Linked DNA regions of Mus musculus: regions 1, 3 and 4 are each linked to region 2. A link is a contact called in public HiCAR-type and promoter capture Hi-C data. All regions are on one chromosome and are shown on one strand. Each heading gives the region's core, a stretch centred on a gene start, on an enhancer-like site or on the middle of the called end of the contact. The rest is flanking DNA. Distances are from core to core; before and after follow the strand shown. Region 1 holds the start of Casp6 (caspase 6). Region 2 holds the start of Cyp2u1 (cytochrome P450, family 2, subfamily u, polypeptide 1). Region 3 holds the start of Sec24b (Sec24 related gene family, member B (S. cerevisiae)). Region 4 holds the start of Gar1 (GAR1 ribonucleoprotein).

Region 1 (4,321 bases), core at 985-3,484, 1.4 Mb before region 2:
CTGGGAGCCAAGTCTATTCAAACCACCACAGAGACCAAGCCCCTGAAGCTAAGCTTTATTTTGTAAACATTTTTCTTTTTCAGTTGCTTTGTCTAAGGCATTTGTTATAGGAATAGGCTGCAAACCACCAATGAAAAATTTATTGAATGTCAAGTTAGATGAAATGTTACCTCAAAATCCATAATTACAGTTAGATGTGCACGCTATACCTCCAGCACTCTGGAGGCTGAGGCAGGATAATGGGTTAGAGGCTGGACTGGGCTACAAAGGGAGACCTACCTCAAAATAAATAATTAAAATAAAACAGCACAAAATAATGAAATCCCTTTAATTACATAGACTATAAAATTAATGGAGTCTGGAGAGATGGCTCAGAAGATATACTTGCTGCCCTGTAGTGGGTTTAATTGGGCAGCTCACAGCCACCTCTAACTCCTGCTCTAAGGTCCTTCTTCTCAGGACTCTATGGGCACATGGAAACATGTGCATAAATAACCGTGCAGGTGTGTGTGTGTGGGGTGTGTGTGTGTGTAAGTGAAACAATAAGGAAGGTGTGATTGTGCCTATCTTTAATCCTTGTACTTGGAAGGTGAGGCAGGATAATCACAAGTTCAAGGCCAGTGTGAGTTATATAGGAAGATCATGTATCAAAAGGGGAAAGAAGTAATAACAATGTTTTGAGATAAGAAGGTACTAAAGCATGAAAAGCAGTCCCTTTTATCTGCTCCTTTCAAATTTGTGGAAGGCCAGCCAGTCGAGGATCCTGCTCCTATATAGTGAGATAGAGATGCATTGTCAGGACTCAGATAAATAATGAAAGTCATATCCAAAGCATAGGCAGTCTTGGGAGTCAGACAAGCCATTCAAACCAGGACGGTGGTCGACACCCTGAAGTTCACTCTCTGCTAGGTCTAGGCAGCTGGGCTGGGGATGATGAGACCTAAATAAGTAAAAAAATAAAAATAAAAATAGACCACACTGTTTCCCCAAACAAGAGAACGGAGAGCAACTCCCAGCCATTTTCCCTGAGCTTCCCCCATGAAAGGCACGGTTCTGAGTGCAGGTTTAACTGGTCACCACCACTGGAGGGAAAGCTTGAAATGCCATGTCGTAATGACAGAGAAAATCATTATTAAGACAATTGAATATTACTAAGCCTAACCCTCTTTACTTGCCATCAAGAGGGGCCCAATTAATTTCGGACATGTTTTCGGGGCAAGGAAAAAGGTTTATTCAGTAAGCAAGACACAGCAAGACTTCCACTGTCTTATTTTAATAGAAATGGTGACATTGAGACTAGTGAAGGCCAAAGGCTGTGCAAAGATACCTGCAGATGCCCAAAGCCTGCTGCAGCAGGCATGAGACTACGCATGTGTGAGCCCGCCCTGCCCTGTTAAAGAACCTCCCTTATGTACACACATGCACACACACACACTTCCTACACACATGCACACACACACACTTCCTACACATATACGCATGATTAAGTAGTGTAATAAAAGACTCCTCAGTCAGCTGGTAACACCTTAACATAATTTTTATCATCTATAGTTGCTTGCTTTTAAATGACAAGGTGGCACACAGTAGGCACAATATGACAGGAAAGGCCATGGTCACCATCACCTACAGATAGACTGTCGTTCTTAGAATTTATGCATGCACTGCCAAACTACCCCTACTTTTATAAGCCAGACTTAAACATCCAGGAATTGGTAGAGTGCTAGGCTAGCATGCGAGAGTCCTGGGTGCAGTGGCACAAAGACAGTTATCACAGCACTGAGTGTGGGGGCTGAAGGATCAAGGTCAGGACCTCAGCTACAGGAGACTCAGGGAAGGAAGGAGGGAGGAGAGGGGGTTGGGGGGTGGGAAGAAAGTCCAGGAGTTGCCTCCGTTTTGTTTTGTCTAAAGCCCTGTCCAAACAGCAGCAGCAACAACAACAACAAAAACATGAGGAAAAAAGCCCTCTGACTGTAGAGTAAGCTCTCTACACTAAACTGAGCACTAGATGAAGTGGCGAAGAGCGATTGTCGGGCGGGGACGGCAACACTGAGTTCACCACCCTGGACGTGAAGTTGCCCTACTTGCTCCCCGGGCAGTGCCCTCTTCCCCAACACTTACACATACACATATGCTTACACACAGCCAGGCTCTGTGCAGGAGGAAGACGCAGTGGCGTCCTGGCGTTGCCTGGGTGACAAAGGGCCCAGTTGCTTGGGGAGGCAGAGGCGGATCCTGGGGCGGGGCAGGAGGCGGGGCGGGGCTGGCAGGAAACGGGTGGACGAGCGGAGGCCTCAGGGCTAGGACACCGGTGGGAGCTCGCGGGCAGGTAAGTGCGGACACCCGTGCGTGCGTGGGGCACGGGGCAGAGAAGGGTGGTGGCCTCCGGGGACTGCTAGGACTGACAGAAGTGGGCTTGCGGCGCTGTGCAGTGAAGGACGTAGCAGCGGTATTTTGCTCAGGCTAACCCCGCCGAGCGCTTTTGTCCTCACGTCCGCTGCTTCCCGGCTGTTTAAACTTTAGAGGGCGGCGCTTGCACTGTGTAGTGGAGAACTTGGCTCTGCAAGTTGAATCCTGTTTTTGTTGCTCGCGTCTGTCTGAAAAGTGGGAAGAGGAGGCGGACCAAGGCTTGGGGCACAGGCCTGCGGTAACCGGGCTCAAGACCCCTAACCAAGGCCAGACCTGGGCGAGCACCTCCGCCACAGTGTCTTCTGCAGCCAGCAAACCTGTTGCTGTCTACGCGTTAGCCCCAAATAACTTTTCTCCACACAGTGATAAACTGCTAGTTCTTGCTTCCCTCAGAACAGGCTTCCTGTCGCCTATCAAAACCGACGTCAAGCCTGAAAAATCTTTAAGGTCTATCAGAGACGGCCTTTATTTCAGAACTTCTGTCCTTATTCCAGAGGAAAACTGTAAAAGTCCCCATGGTCCTACCAGGAGTGGTCCTATTGGACACACAGGGTCTAGTGGTCATCTCCAGTTTAGGGATGAGTAGTGAGGGGTGGGAAGCCAGGTTGGGGGAGGGCACCGTGCCGCTCACCCTTTTGTTTGATTCCTTTCCTCTCCTGTTCAGTTCTATGTGTATGTGCCCTTTCCAGAGTATGTTCTAGGGAGGTGAGTTACTTCTTACAGGTTATTAAGTAGATGGTTGACAGGGAATATGGGTAGATTCTCATGAAGGTCACTAGTTTGGAAAGTGACCTTTAGTGGAATGCCTGGTGACATGTAGTACAGACTTTGTAATCCACCAGTGCCGGGCTTTCGGTTCCGACCTTAGGCAGGACTGGCCCTGTTCTGTGTTCTTGAGCTTTGGAAGTAGTAAGATAAAGTATCTACCGTCCCATGCAATCAATTACAGTGGCTGATAGCTTTATCTGGAGGGTACCATAAAGAGAAAAAGAGGTGAGTGATTTTATACAAATTAAACTAAGGAGCTCAGAGGCCATGCTTACTGTAGGGTCGAACAGTAAAGGAGAAGTGAGACATGGCCAAGACTGACGATTAATGCTGTGTACAGTTTTGAGAACCAGAACAGAGGAGACCACACATTTCTAACCCTCCTATAGGCTATCTTAATCTCTGCTACAAAAGAGGCCAAGGCCGGAAAGTCTCAGGTTCAAGGTCAGCGTAGATAACACAGAACAGCTCTTGGGGAAATGCTGTGCCATATACGCTTTGAAGCTGCTTTGCTGTGAGCCAGGCTCTGAAGACTGCGGCAAAAGGAATGTGAATTTGAGGCCAGTCTGGGGTACGTTGCTTTTGAACCCTTGCTAAGGCAAGACTCTCTTGAGAAGCCTGCATCCGTGTTGTGCTGGGTAGTCTTATGTCAACTTGACACAAACTAAAGTCATCTGGGAAGAGGGAGCCTCAGTTAAGAAAGTGCCCAATAAGATCAGGCTGTAGGCAAGCCTGTAAGGCTTTCTCTTAGTTAGTGATCAGTGTGGGAGGGCCCAGCCCACTGTGGTTCGGCCATCACTGGGCTTGTGGTCCAGGGTTCTCTCTAAAAGAAAGCAGGCTGAGCAAGCCAGTAAACCATCTGCCTCCACGGCCTCTGCATCAGCTCCTGCCTCCAGATTTCGGCCTTGTTTGAGTTCCTGTCCTGACTTCCTTTCGCGATGAACATGGAAGCATAAGCCAAATAAATCCTTTCCTCCCCAACTCCTTTTTGGTCATGGTGTTTCATTACATCAATGAAATCCCCAATTAAGACAGATATCTTGGCTATCTATTGTAATTTCCCTACACATATATTAAGTATATATTAAAACTGTTGAGTGCTGGCAAGAGATCTTAGCAGGTAAAGGCACTTGCCACCAACCCTGGG
Region 2 (4,169 bases), core at 199-2,698:
TAAGGTGCACGCAATTCAGCGCATCCAACTTCTGTTTTCTGCAGAGGCTGGAGTGGCCTTAGGAACAAGAACTAACTACCCTTGATATAGCAGTCAAGCTCTCCGTGCTCCAGCCCAGTGCTCACACCTGCCCTCCCCATTACAGGTGCCTCCAATTCCAGAGCTTTCTGAGGCCTTACATGGGGAGTTTCCAAGGCAAAATTAGAAATGGGGTGAGGGAGGGGATATCAAAGTATGAAGTCAGGGGGCCACTCTCCTGAACCGAAGCATATATATGCCACCCACAATGGATTCAGTCTTGTACTTCAGTGTCTGAAGACAGAACACAGGATTGACAGGTGGCTGGAGAATAGGAGATCGAGACCCTGTGTCTGCCGAGGGAGATATACACGGGCTCTGGGAACAGACTGGCTATCTTGAAATATTCTCTCAAAAAAATTAGTCACTTTCTCTTAAATTTAACCTCAGGCAAGTTCTTTAGTCACCCGCGGGGAGCAGCCACATTCTTTGCCAAAATATTAGAGGCTATGAACACATCCGGTTCACCAGTCTCCTAGCTTGGATTCTGGCCATTCCTAAGGGGGAAAAAAATATCTTCTTATACTTTTGCAACTGAATGATACTCGGTGAAATGAATCCCCCTCCCCCTTTTCCTAACACAGCCAATGTTTAGAAACGTTGAGATCAGACCTATGCGTGAGAAGGCCTCACTTGGGACAAAGGAAGGCTTCCGGGGTGGGTGGTCCTTATTTTACAGTTTGGTGCCCACACCTCCCTCACTTTCCAGTGTGTCTCCCACTTTAATCGCACACTAGAAAGCCACGCCTCCGTCCTCTATCCCCTATGCTGGTCATGACGCAGGTCCTGCCGCCTGGGGATCCTGAGCCCGCGGCGCGCTCACCCTTCTCCTTGGTCATGATGGAGATGAGCGGCATCCGCGGGCGGTCACTGAACACTTCAGCCTGCTGCACTAGCGCCTCGCGCACGCTGTGGAAGTCGCTGAGGACCACCACCAGACGGTGGCCGATGAAGAAGCTGAAGATGTTGCCATAGACACGGGCCATCCTGGCCAGGTACACATGCTGGCCCACCGTGTCCGTCTGGCTGCCCGAGCCCAGCCAGAACTGCGGTCGTAGAAAGCGCGGCACCAGCAAGTGCCCGAAGTTACCCACGAGTGGCCGAGGCTTGGGCCCCGGAGGGATGCCGCAGGCGCGTTGCCGCCGCAGCCAAACCCAGCCTAGCAGCACCGCCAGCAGGCAAAGTAGCAGCGCGCCTCCTGTCGCCCGCACGTGCAGTCTAGCTCCCGGCTGCTCCCCTGCCGCGGGACGCTGGTCCCCGAGCGAGGACATGTCCCAGGTACCGCCTGCATCTAGCTCCGCTGCAGACGCGCCGGCACCGCGACAGTAGCCGGCTACATGACTCAAGGTCAACCGCGAGGCAGGGCAAGGCACGCCCTTCCGATTGGCTGCGCCGCGTGCCCCTCTCGGGATCCTCCAGTCAGCTGCTCCTGCATAAGGTGGGGGCGGGACGTCCTACGGGACGGCTGGTGGTGACGAGTGGTCTCTCGCAGCACAGCTGAGCTGTCCTGAGTGGGGTTTTGTTTGTTTGTTTGTTTGTTTGTTTGTTTGTTTTGCCAGTTTAGTGCACTAGCAGCAGCAGGCTCCTCCAGGGGGTGTGAGCTTTCTGTGGGTTTCTGCATATGGCCTGACTATATCAAAACACTCAGAGAACCCGGGCTGGGTGACTGCTTTATTAATTAGCCTTAGACAAGACCTGAAATGCTGAGCTAGTATCCAACAATGTGATGTGTGGATATTCCAACATCTGGGGATGGCTCCAGAGTGCTTTACCTTCCTGTCATTTACAGGCCAGATGTTGTGGTTTCTCTCGGTTAGACTCTCCCTAGAATTGTCGATGCCCCCCCCCCTTTTTTTTCTATTTTAATTTTTCTATTCTTATTTCTATTTTCTACTTTTATTTGAATCTTGATAGCCTAGAACTCCTTATGTAGACCAGTTTGGCTACCAATTCAGAGATCCACCTACATCTGCCTCCAGAATTCACATATTAAAGACATATACTACCATGCTGGGGGAGGGGGTCAAATTCTAGCCCATGCTTGTGGTAGGGAAGTGCTTCACCTGTGATCCACGTTTGGTTCCTGTGTTAGATCACTCCCTCCCAACAAACACACGCACACACCACACAGAATTTGAACACTATGGTGCGTTATAAATATGACCAAAGCTTGAAGGGTGGTGACTTCTTTTCCTATTATGTGGGTTTTTAAAAAATATCTACTGTTCTCTACTGCTTTTGCCGTAGTTAGTAAAGTACACAAATACATTCTTCCTTCTCCCCTCCACAAACTACAAAAGCCCCTGTCACATTTCCAGTAATTAACCCTTATCAGATTCCTTTTCTTGTGTGACTTTAAACAAGATTTCCGAGTATAAGACATTAAGATGTTCATTATTATCTTGTTACTGTCTTGCAACTGGCCGCTCCTGTAACTCACAGTCCAGCCTTAATTGGAAGCCCCCTGTTTACGCTTCCACTGTTGGGTGCGATCACAGGAGTACTGTACTCTCCCCAGAGCACACATACACTTTCCAGCTGCTTGTTGGCAGATGCAGTCTCCAATACGGCATTTCCTTCTCTTTATGCCATTCTCTAACCCACTACTATCGGGTGAGCTCAATTCACAAATTATCTTAAGCTGTTTAGTCCCCCTTTTTCATGGCACAGCAGGAATCTATCCGACCCATTTGTCTTATCTTCTGCCTCTTCCCTGCCACCAAACACCCAGACTGCTGCCGCGTGCCCCCTCTTTGAAATATTCTCTGCAAAAAAATTAGTCACTTTCTCTTAAATTTAACCTCAGGCAAGTTCTTTAGTCACCCTCGGGGAGCAGTCACATTCTTTGCCAAAATATTAGAGGCTATGAACACATCCGGTTCACCAGTCTCCTAGCTTGGATTCTGGCCATTCCTAAGGGGGAAAAAAATATCTTCTTATACTTTTGCAACTGAATGATACTCGGTGAAATGAATCCCCCTCCCCTTTTTCCTAACACAGTTGGAATTAAGAGAGCCCTTCCAATCCTTGTACAACTTTGTCCAAATAAAACTGGACTCTCTAACCATTGAAATTCTGCCTTCAGCTGAGATTTAGATCTTTCAAAGGGGCTCCTCCTTTCACCTCTCCTAGAACCATCACAGGGCATACATGCAGCTAATTCTCGGGATGATTGAACATTGACCTAATTTAAAAACTGACAACTGCCCTCTCTTGTGTGAGATGTAACTGTGCTTATGATGTTTCCTAACTATTCTCTTACTTTCATTAATAGCTCTGTATGACAGATAGAAAGTTGACTTATACCTGTATGTCCCAGTTCATAAAGAACCAATCCCCAATACCTGAGAATATGACCCACATTTCTAGGAAGGATAGTATCCAATGTAATGAAGCTAAAATGAGGCTGTGTGAGTAGTCTAAGGTCAAGTTGAGTAGGTCCTAATCCAGTATGACTGGAGACTATGAAGAGACTAGGGCATGGAAGGCCATTTGAGGACTTAGCAAGAAGTCAGCCCCAGCCTCAGAAGCCAGAAAGACTTTGATCTTGACTTCAGGCCTCCAGAACTATGGGAGGTAAATTCCTGTTATTGAGCCACCTTATCTATAGCCCTTGGTAGCAATCCTATAAATTCATTTAAAAAGCCACGATGGTCTTCCCAACACTGGGAAAACCTTAACTATGACTCATGCAGCTTCTTAGGGATGGACCGCCCCCCCCCCCAATTAAATAAAGGACATTCTTACCAGGTAAAGGGACATTTTTCTGCTTGTTCTGTGACAAAACTTTTCCTAGGGAGACATAGCACACACATCTTCTCATTCCAGACAGGGAACCCATGACAGACTAATGTACTGATAACACCAAATTCCAATTTAGTGAATCTATGAGTTTTATTGGAATGACAGACACCAATATGGGTGAGGGGTTACTTATAGGAGTAGAAGTGACTAAGAGACCATTGCATCACCAAAGCCCACCATAGCATGAGTGACAACTCACACACACTGGGAACCTGGAGTACACTGCACAGGGTGGAGGTAGCTCAATAGGTTGAGAACGTCCTTTGAAGGTGCCTTAGATGGTCTAA
Region 3 (3,984 bases), core at 1,344-3,843, 1.2 Mb before region 2:
CTGGCTTGTTTTCCCATGGTATTTTTCATACTTCTGATCTATTCTTTGGTGTTATTACCATGGCTGGAATTCCAGGGATATAGTAAATAGAAAGCAAAGTGATTTCTGTACATAACAAAAACTGAAATTATTGTTTAATCTTCGTGATGACTTTCTCTAAAACCGAGGAACAAAATCAGATCTGATCCTCTCATCTCTGGGCTCGTTAATCCCTTCCACAAAACCAAACCAAAGGGACTCTAGTTCTGTATTTCCAAATGCCTCTGCATGACGTCTCAAGACCTTTCTGCAACCTGGCCTCTCTATGACTCCTTCCACCTTCCTCCCTCTCCCTTCCACCCAGTTCCCTTTGCTCTTCTCCACAGCTTCCAGTTTCTACCCAGGGCCTGCCCTTTCTAAGCCCACACTTCCAGGATTGCTCATGATGTAACCTCTTCCTAGAGACAGCCCTTCCCTCTCCTCCCCACCCCCACTACCTACCAAATCACTCAAGACCAGCCAGAACCAATTTGAATGTTGCTAAAATACAATTCAGGAGGAGGGATTCTGTTTCATCCACTACTCTAACTTTGAATATCGACCTGGTAGCCAAGCAACAGATGTTAGACGACAATTCAGATGTTGTTATGAAGAGTAAGAATAAACAGAAACCAAGTATCATTCCCACTGGGCATCAAGACATGGATTTATTCCTACAACCACGTGGCTGAGTAAATGTCCTGGCACCTCTGTGTCATCTAAAAAATAAAAATGACACTTGACAATCAAGGACACCGTCCCTGAAACTGTTAAACATTGATTTACAATGTTAACAAACAAAACAAAGCCTAGTTAGCAGTTCCTAGAAGCCTACCTAAGTTGGATTTCCAAAACCTACAAGGTAGAAAGAACCAACTCTCAGAAGTTATCCTCTGAACTCTATGTGCAAGGAGGGGCACAGTCATTTATACCCAGGCACACATAATAGACAAAGCTGCTCACAAACCATGTTTTCACCTGGACAAGTGTGATACAAATGACACCGTTCACCTTCAAAAGCTCTTGATACTAAACAACAACTATAAGAAGCATGAAATATTGATAAGTAAGACCAACCTAGGGATCTTAAGACTAAACCATCATTTTTTTTTAATTGTGAATAAAAAATTCCACCTGATTCTTGGGGTGTTTCGTGTTTGAAAAGCATTACTGATTTTCCAAACTTTGGCTGTAAATTTGATTAGCACGCTGTGTAAACTAGGCCAATGATTTGATGAGTATTGAGTAGTTTTGTTTTTTGACACAGGGCAGAGGGATTTTCTTCGCTTTACTTTGGGAGGGTCTCATTAGACACACTCAACTCTCTAAGGAGGGCCCCTCCCCTACTTAGGAACATTCCAGATATCCAGAGCAGGGGCCAGGCACGCTAGGGTAAGATCATTTCTCAGCAATAACTCCTGCATGCTCGGAGCCTATAACCTCTGTATGAAAGCCACAGTCGTGTTTCCCTACGCAGGCCTTGCATCAAAACAGGGCCAAGCAACTCTGGCACGTTTTCCTAGACTTGAAAGTGAAGCTGGAGATGGGGGACTCTAAAGGTGTTCGCTTAGTTGACACCTGCTACCCCGGGAACACTACACTACTACAAGCGAACTCCAAAGGCTTGAGCAGCAACCGCAGCGGCAAACCACAACAGATCCGAGGCCGAAGTGGGTCGGGGTTACAGTTACACTTCTGCAGCACATTTACATCCTTCTGCCTACAAACTTGAGTGCAAACTAAGTTCCCTTCCAGGCGGCGTGCTCGCTGGGCCTTAAAAAAAAAAAAATCAAAGCTACGTTCCTGGGGCCCGGAAGGATGCGATCCACCAGGTACCAAGGTTGCTCCCAGCCCTCCATAGACCAAGCACTCTGCGGCCCCGGCGTCCTGTGAGCTCTCGGGGCCCAAAGGGTCGCCCGGGGCAACCGGCCGGCGCCCAGGTCGGAGCAGACGGTCGTGCGGGCCGCCGACCCCTCCACTCCGGCCTCGGTCCGCGCGGGAGGGCAGGCCTGGATGGCAGGCGGCCGGCGGCCCCGCCCTGCCGGCCCTTCGGTCGCTCCCCTCGCCGCATCGCGGCCTCCAGGCTCCACCGCGGCCTCGGGGCCCCACCGCGGCCTCCCCGGTCCGGCCCTGCCCTGCCCGCCCCCAGCCACCGCGCAGGCCGCCCGCCCGCCCGCCCGCTCTCCCTCCCTTCCGCCTGCCTAGGCCCCACGCCGCGCCCCGGCCTCCCGCCTCACCGTTCTGCTGCGGCGGTGCCAGGCCGGAGACAGCTCCGCCGAGCTTGGGCGGCATCCGGGCGCCGGCGGCCGGGTGAGGGGACCCGGCGGGGGCCGACATGACGGCGCGGCTGGCGGCGGCGGCTCCTCCGCGGCGGGAGATGGGCGGAGGGAAGGAAGGCGGGGCCGCGGAGGAAGAGGAAGAGGAAGGAACGCGCCCGCGTCACAGGCCGAGTCACTCTCACCGACGACCGCGGCCCGGGCACCCACGCTCGGCCGCGCCACCACCGCACGCGTGCGGACCCCGGCCCAGCCCTCCCGCGCCAGCGCCCCCTGCAGGCCGGAGCTGCGACCACCTCCCCGCACAGGCCAGACTGCGGCTGCGGCGCCGCCGCCGAAGGGAAAGGCGCGGGCCACGGTGGCCGCCGCTACCCGGATGGAGCCTGCGCCCTGCAGTGCTGCAGAGCGGTGCAAAGCTGCGGGCTGAGGTCCCGAGTCCTGGGTCACGCCAGTCCCAGCCCACCCACGTACCCATCCTCGGAAGAGGAAGCCTGGCTTTGGATTTGTTATTTATTCTTGTACAACGCCACCCCCCCCCACTCCAACTTAATTCCAAATTAACAGCGCAATCAAGCTAAATGTTGATTGAAAATGTGTAATTCCCAAGCAGAGAGAAAACATTTCTCTATGACAGATTCCCCATAACAGTGGCAGTAAAGCCAGAACTTTGACCAGTGGCTTTAAACGCTAGGAGAAAGATGAATGCCTAATACTAGGAGAGCTTGAAGACGAACTTTATATTCCCCCCACCCACCAAGGGTTGGCTCCGCCCGCCCGTTGGTGTTTAGGAGAGCTGTGGCATCCAGAAGACAGGTCAGCTTGCTTTGACTACCTTAGTGAAGTCTTAGAAGCAATCTCCCTGGTCCGTTCAGCATGCTGACTGGCAAGTAAAGACTACTTTATCCAAGTCATTTGGGCATCTTGGTCCCAACTAGGTCACGGTCACACAGTGGTGGGTGTGCAACTGCTCAAAAACGTTCGGATTCAGAATGTGATCTAGTAAGATGGCATTTCCGGAGCGCTGGAATCCTATTTACTGGAAGGTTATGCCAACCTCAAAGGTTCGTAGTTCTAGAACACAAAGCCTTCCTTAAATAGTTGCCGTGAGTTAATGACGGATGCCCTATCGAACCGCACTAAAAATAAACTTTGGAGTTCTGAGATTTCCAGCCACATTATGCTCTGTATTCATGTGTATTGTGGCTTTGTTCGCAGCAGCTCAGCCTCCCTGAGCTAGAGATCACACCCCCACTTCATCAAGGAGGTCACAGTTCAAGCCCTTGCCAGGAGTCCTTTGAATTTACTAAAATTAAGGGTGACACCATGTGAGTAAGGGAAGAATAGGCGATTGGCTTTCTGCCTCTGCAATGTGTTCTTGATGTTAGCTGATTTCAATCAGGTGTATGGATATGTTATTTCTTCAGGGAAGATTCCTCACACAGACTGAGATATTACACTTCCATAGATCTCCATAATGTAATGGCTCCAAAATTATTTACTTCCGTTGGTCGGTTGTGTTGGGCCTAAAGGAAACTTCCGTACCCCAAATTCCAAATGGCAATCCAAACATCAGCCTGGACTATAGGAGGGTTTCTGGCAGTTAGATAAAAGGCAGCCTTCCTAACAAACCTGGGAAACTGTTCCCCACTGTGATGGTTTGAGTAGGTATGGCCCCGAAGACTCAAGTGTT
Region 4 (4,337 bases), core at 24-2,523, 1.5 Mb before region 2:
ACTTCAGGCAGCATGGAACCCAGGGAACTATGAATGTGGCCCTACACAAGATAGTACACACACTTATTTACAACATGATTTTGCAGGGTGCAAGGGAATGAGTGTTCAAACTAGGCTGCATGGTTATGGAGTGTGAATTCTGTAGGTATTTTCTGGTAACTGAAAATATGAGCTACGAAAACTAAAAACTTGGCTTTGTGTTTCAACTATATCACTAAGGAATCATACTTAATCCTAAAAAGTGTTCTGCCCTTTAGAAGGAGCCAGGTACTCAATGTTGTCTAAGTCTCATCTTTTCAGTCCCAACTCAAGTTCACCTCCACACTGCATTTCGGTTCTCATGATCAGTCCCTTATACGTGTCAGGGCACTCAAGCGACTTGCCTTTCGGAGTCTTATCAACAAACGCACTAATAACTTAAACCGGATTCTATTCCCAATGCAAAGGAGGTTAAGCTCAGAAGACGACTTACAGACGACACGTTCTGGAGGCCCTTGATCTTGAAATTTATTAAAGCCTCCACGACCGCCCCCTCGTCCAAATCCTCCTCGGCCGCCGCCCCTGAAACTGCCGCCGCCGCCGCCGCCTCCGCCCCTGAAACTGCCGCCGCCGCCTCCGCCGCCCCCTCGGAAGTGGTTGTTGCTGCCGCCGCCACGGTTGAAGCCTCCGCCTCCACCACCGCGATTAAAGCCTCCGCGACCTCCGCCTCGGAAAGACATGCTCTCTCCGGCCTGGCGAAATAGACGGGCCGCTCCTCCCGGTCACCGCGGGTCGATCATTTATCTAAGTCCCCTCCGCCTCGCTCAGGCCACCAAGAAGGGGACAGCAGTAAACGCCGCCCTGCCACTCGCCCACACAGCCAAGTGGCGAGCGCAGAGAGAGCGGTGTCTTCGCCCCAGCCCCACGACCCGTGGCTCGCCACCGCATCCCATGCCTCTCCACCGCATCCCGCCCCGCGGGTGCCCTCACCCTCGCTCGCCCTCCGCCGCACTCACCGCGCCACGTGCGTCTCCAGCCTAGCCCGGCGCGCGCGCGCGGAGGGACACTTCCGGCGCGCTCAAACCTCCTCGGCCACCGTAGCCGTCCAATGTTACCAGACTAGAAATTGGAAGGGCTGGTTTGCAGGAAGGGCCCGTCACTACCGGACGCAGCGGTCCCAACGCCTTACCGAGTAGAGCACACAGCACCGGAAGAGAAACAATAGCGTCCAGCGTGACCCCCCCCCGCCCCCACCTCATCCACGCAAGGGCCACCGCGCTAGAGGTGGCGGAAGTGACGCAAAATCGCAGCGCCCTCCGTACGCGACGTTTCCGGAAGTGTGGCGGCGCGTTGCCCTTGGAAACGGAGTTGTTTGAGTCCTTCCGTGCTAACAGCTGGTGAGGCGTGTCGTCGCTGAAGCGTGCTGGCTGCAGTTGGTGCTACTCGCCGGGCTCTGTCACTTCTTGGGTTGCGAGAAGGTCCCGACCTGACTCTGCTCCACGGAGTGTTGGCCACTCAAGCGGTGCTCAGCCCAGGACGTCGGAACCTGTCACCGCCAACGGAGTTGCCTCTGTGTGTGTGTGTGTCCTGTTATTATTAAATACGAAAGGGTGTGTGTCGAAGTTGCCTGTGTGTCCGTGTTCTGTTATTATTAAATAGGAAAGGGTGTGTGTTTGTGTGTGAGATGACAGAAAGGCAACCATTTTTAAATATGGTCTCAATGTCTTCATCAAGTACGTTTTGAACTCCGAGAGACTATGCACCCATCTATAGATGACACCTCACCTCCCGTCTCCTTAACACTCTCATCTCCGACATCGGTTTCCTTACATCACTAAAACTTCACTCATCACAAAAGAAGTGACCTCTAGTTCTTAAATTTGGTTGACTTCTTTTGTATCTGTATTGTCTGAAACATCTCTTGGCATTTGACAATATCACCTTTTATTTGAAAGAAAGTAGAGACTGATCCGCATATCAGAGGATTATTGTGAATAGATTTTTGAAAGATCTTTGTAAAAGATATAGAAACATTAATAATTCCAGTATGCCAGTTACTCTAAACTGTAAACTTCTTGAAAAAGTACACACCAGTTCCAAATATTTTTAAAAATTGGGCAAATGTACTTTAAATTTAGATGTTATAACCATATATATCCAATTATATATTATATTTATAATATAATATATGTAATATAGAACATACAATTATAAAATACTGAATTATAATATATGTAATAATTACATATGTAATTTTACATGCATACACACCATATATATATATGTATACACACACACACACACACACACACATATAATCAGCACTATCCCTACCTCTATTCTAGGCTTGTGGCAATCTCTAATCAAACCTGATGGGTTTCTGTTGATTCCTGTGAAGTACCTTTGTACTGTCATAGCTGAGTTCAGCCTTTTGACACTGCTACCCTTTTTCATTGCCACTCCAAATCACTCAATATAGTCTAAGAATTCAGATGCTCAAACATCACAACAGGCAACATCTCCCATTCTGGGCCCCAGACTAAATAAATGCTTGTTGACTTAACTTCTTCCGTCTGTGCTGCATTTGATGATATAGTGAATCTAATACCATTGCTGTTTTGTATAGTCTCATACTCAGCTCCCCCATAGCCCTGCACTTTCCCTTAGCAGTGTGTCTAAAGCCGTTTACATGATTAGTAATCAGTATGTGCACTTACCATCCCTCTGCCCCATCAGGCTAGAATTGCTGCCTTGTTTTCTTTGTCTTTGTTAGACTCTTCCTCTCTCCTGAAATAGCTCCATTTTCCATCCACTAGAATAGCCCCATATTCTGACCATGGAGGAATGCTCTAAATAATTTTACTATTTACACAGCCCCTGCATAAAATTTACATACACACATATACATGCATGAATGTACACACTAGAACAATAAACTTTATATCACACAATAGTTGCGAAAGTTTTTTTAACTATGGCAAAATATACATAATATAAATCGTCATTATTCTTAAATTATTCCCTGCTATTAAGTTCATTCACACGGCTGTGCAATACAGTGCCCTTTTGAATAGAGAGTGATGTTTTCACTGTGAACCTATGGGGCTATGGAGATAGCTCAGTGGATAAGAATGCTTGCTATACAAGAAAGAAGGTCAAGGTTAAAATCTCCAGCATGCAAACAGAAGTTGAGCATTGCCCTGGATGCCTGTAACCCAAGTTTATCAAACTTTGAAAGTGAAACTTTCTTAGTTTTTCATATTCCATCATGAAAATTTCACTCTTTGTATTCTATCTCTGTCTTAAGTACTGGGATGAGTTTCTTTCTTTCATTTTCTTTTTAATACTTATCTTTAGTCATGTATAAATCTCTTTTTTTTTTTTTTGCTTTCTTCTATTTGTTCCTAAACTTACCAGTTCTACTCATTGGCTGGAGAGATGACTCAGTGGGTAAGTGTACTTGCTGCTTTTGCAAGTTGAGCTCCTAGTAACTACTTCAGGAGGTTCATGGTCATCAATAACTCTAGCTCCAGGGGATCCAATGCCCTTTTCTGAACTCCATGGGCACCTAAACACACATGACACAGACTTACACATAAATAAATAAAAATAAATCTTTTGTTGTTGTTGTTTTTCTGATACAGGGTTGCTCTGCATAGCCCAAGCTGTCCTGGAACTCACTCTGTAGACCAACCTGGCCTCAAACTCAGAAATGGGCCTGCCTCAACCTCCTAAATGCTAAGATTAAAGGCATAAGCCACCACCGCCCAGAAAATAAATCAATTTTTAAAAAGAAATTCTACTTATTACCGAAGGCTTAAAACTTGTTCAGTGATTTTTTTTAACAAATGAGAACCTTGATTCTAGTTTAGCAATAATTTAAAGCATAGTAATAAAAGTTAACTAGAATTATCTTCAGAAGAAAGGAAAATCATAAACATTTTGCACTCCCTGGGGGCAGTGTGCACTCCCTGGGGCAGTGTGCATTCCCTGGGGCAGTGTGCACTCCTTGGGGCAGTGTGTACTCCCTGGGGCAGTGTGCACTCCCTGGGGCAGTGTGCATTCCCTGGGTCAGTGTGCACTCCTTGGGGCAGTGTGTACTCCCTGGGGCAGTGTGCATTCACTGTCCCCTCAGTTCTTGTGTTGGTTAGGTTTTTTTGTCTGCATGACACAAGCCAGAGTCCCCTAAGAGAAGAAAAACTCAAATAAGAAAATGCTACTAACAAATTTGCCTTTTGCAAGCCTTTGGGGTATTTTCTTACTTGATGGTTTGTTGTTGACTTTGGCTACTTTGTGGGTTCTTCTTTCTTCCACCAATCTCCTCCCCTTTTCTTCTACCCTTTCAACTCCCTAACAGT

The links. Promoter capture Hi-C pulls out the DNA fragments that hold promoters and counts their contacts. HiCAR-type assays count read pairs that join an accessible place to other places. Capture Hi-C pulls out chosen DNA fragments and counts their contacts.
Region 1: a contact with region 2 is called in a promoter capture Hi-C map of pre-B cells, with 7 times the contacts expected there. The contact joins the promoter of Casp6 here to the promoter of Cyp2u1 in region 2. A contact is called at or near these places in 4 of 39 promoter capture datasets (hippocampal neurons, liver and pre-B cells) and 1 of 115 datasets of contacts at active chromatin or transcription factors (astrocytes).
Region 3: a promoter capture Hi-C map of adipose tissue shows a contact between it and region 2, with 2.4 times the contacts expected there. The contact joins the promoter of Sec24b here to the promoter of Cyp2u1 in region 2. A contact is called at or near these places in 2 of 39 promoter capture datasets (hippocampal neurons and pre-B cells), 1 of 484 Hi-C or Micro-C datasets (Th1 cells), 2 of 115 datasets of contacts at active chromatin or transcription factors (astrocytes and embryonic forebrain) and 1 of 9 other capture datasets (adipose tissue).
Region 4: a HiCAR-type map of astrocytes shows a contact between it and region 2, with 5 times the contacts expected there. The contact joins the promoter of Gar1 here to the promoter of Cyp2u1 in region 2. A contact is called at or near these places in 4 of 39 promoter capture datasets (hippocampal neurons, liver and pre-B cells), 1 of 484 Hi-C or Micro-C datasets (CD4 T cells), 1 of 115 datasets of contacts at active chromatin or transcription factors (astrocytes) and 2 of 9 other capture datasets (adipose tissue and liver).

What each region holds. Positions count from the first base shown.
Region 1 is chr3:129,899,181-129,903,501 of GRCm38.p6, forward strand. It overlaps Casp6 (caspase 6), which reads left to right and starts at 2,235. Exons shown (of 7, transcript NM_009811.4): 1 at 2,235-2,326. Gm46825 (a long non-coding RNA gene) reads right to left here and starts at 2,251. Exons shown (of 3, transcript XR_001783989.2): 1 at 2,137-2,251; 2 at 1-940.
Region 2 is chr3:131,301,779-131,305,947 of GRCm38.p6, forward strand. It overlaps Cyp2u1 (cytochrome P450, family 2, subfamily u, polypeptide 1), which reads right to left and starts at 1,449. Exons shown (of 5, transcript NM_027816.3): 1 at 902-1,449. The coding sequence starts at 1,349.
Region 3 is chr3:130,058,314-130,062,297 of GRCm38.p6, forward strand. It overlaps Sec24b (Sec24 related gene family, member B (S. cerevisiae)), which reads right to left and starts at 2,594. Exons shown (of 24, transcript NM_207209.3): 1 at 2,256-2,594. The coding sequence starts at 2,355.
Region 4 is chr3:129,830,123-129,834,459 of GRCm38.p6, forward strand. Gar1 (GAR1 ribonucleoprotein) reads right to left here and starts at 1,274. Exons shown (of 7, transcript NM_026578.3): 1 at 996-1,274; 2 at 473-731. The coding sequence starts at 719.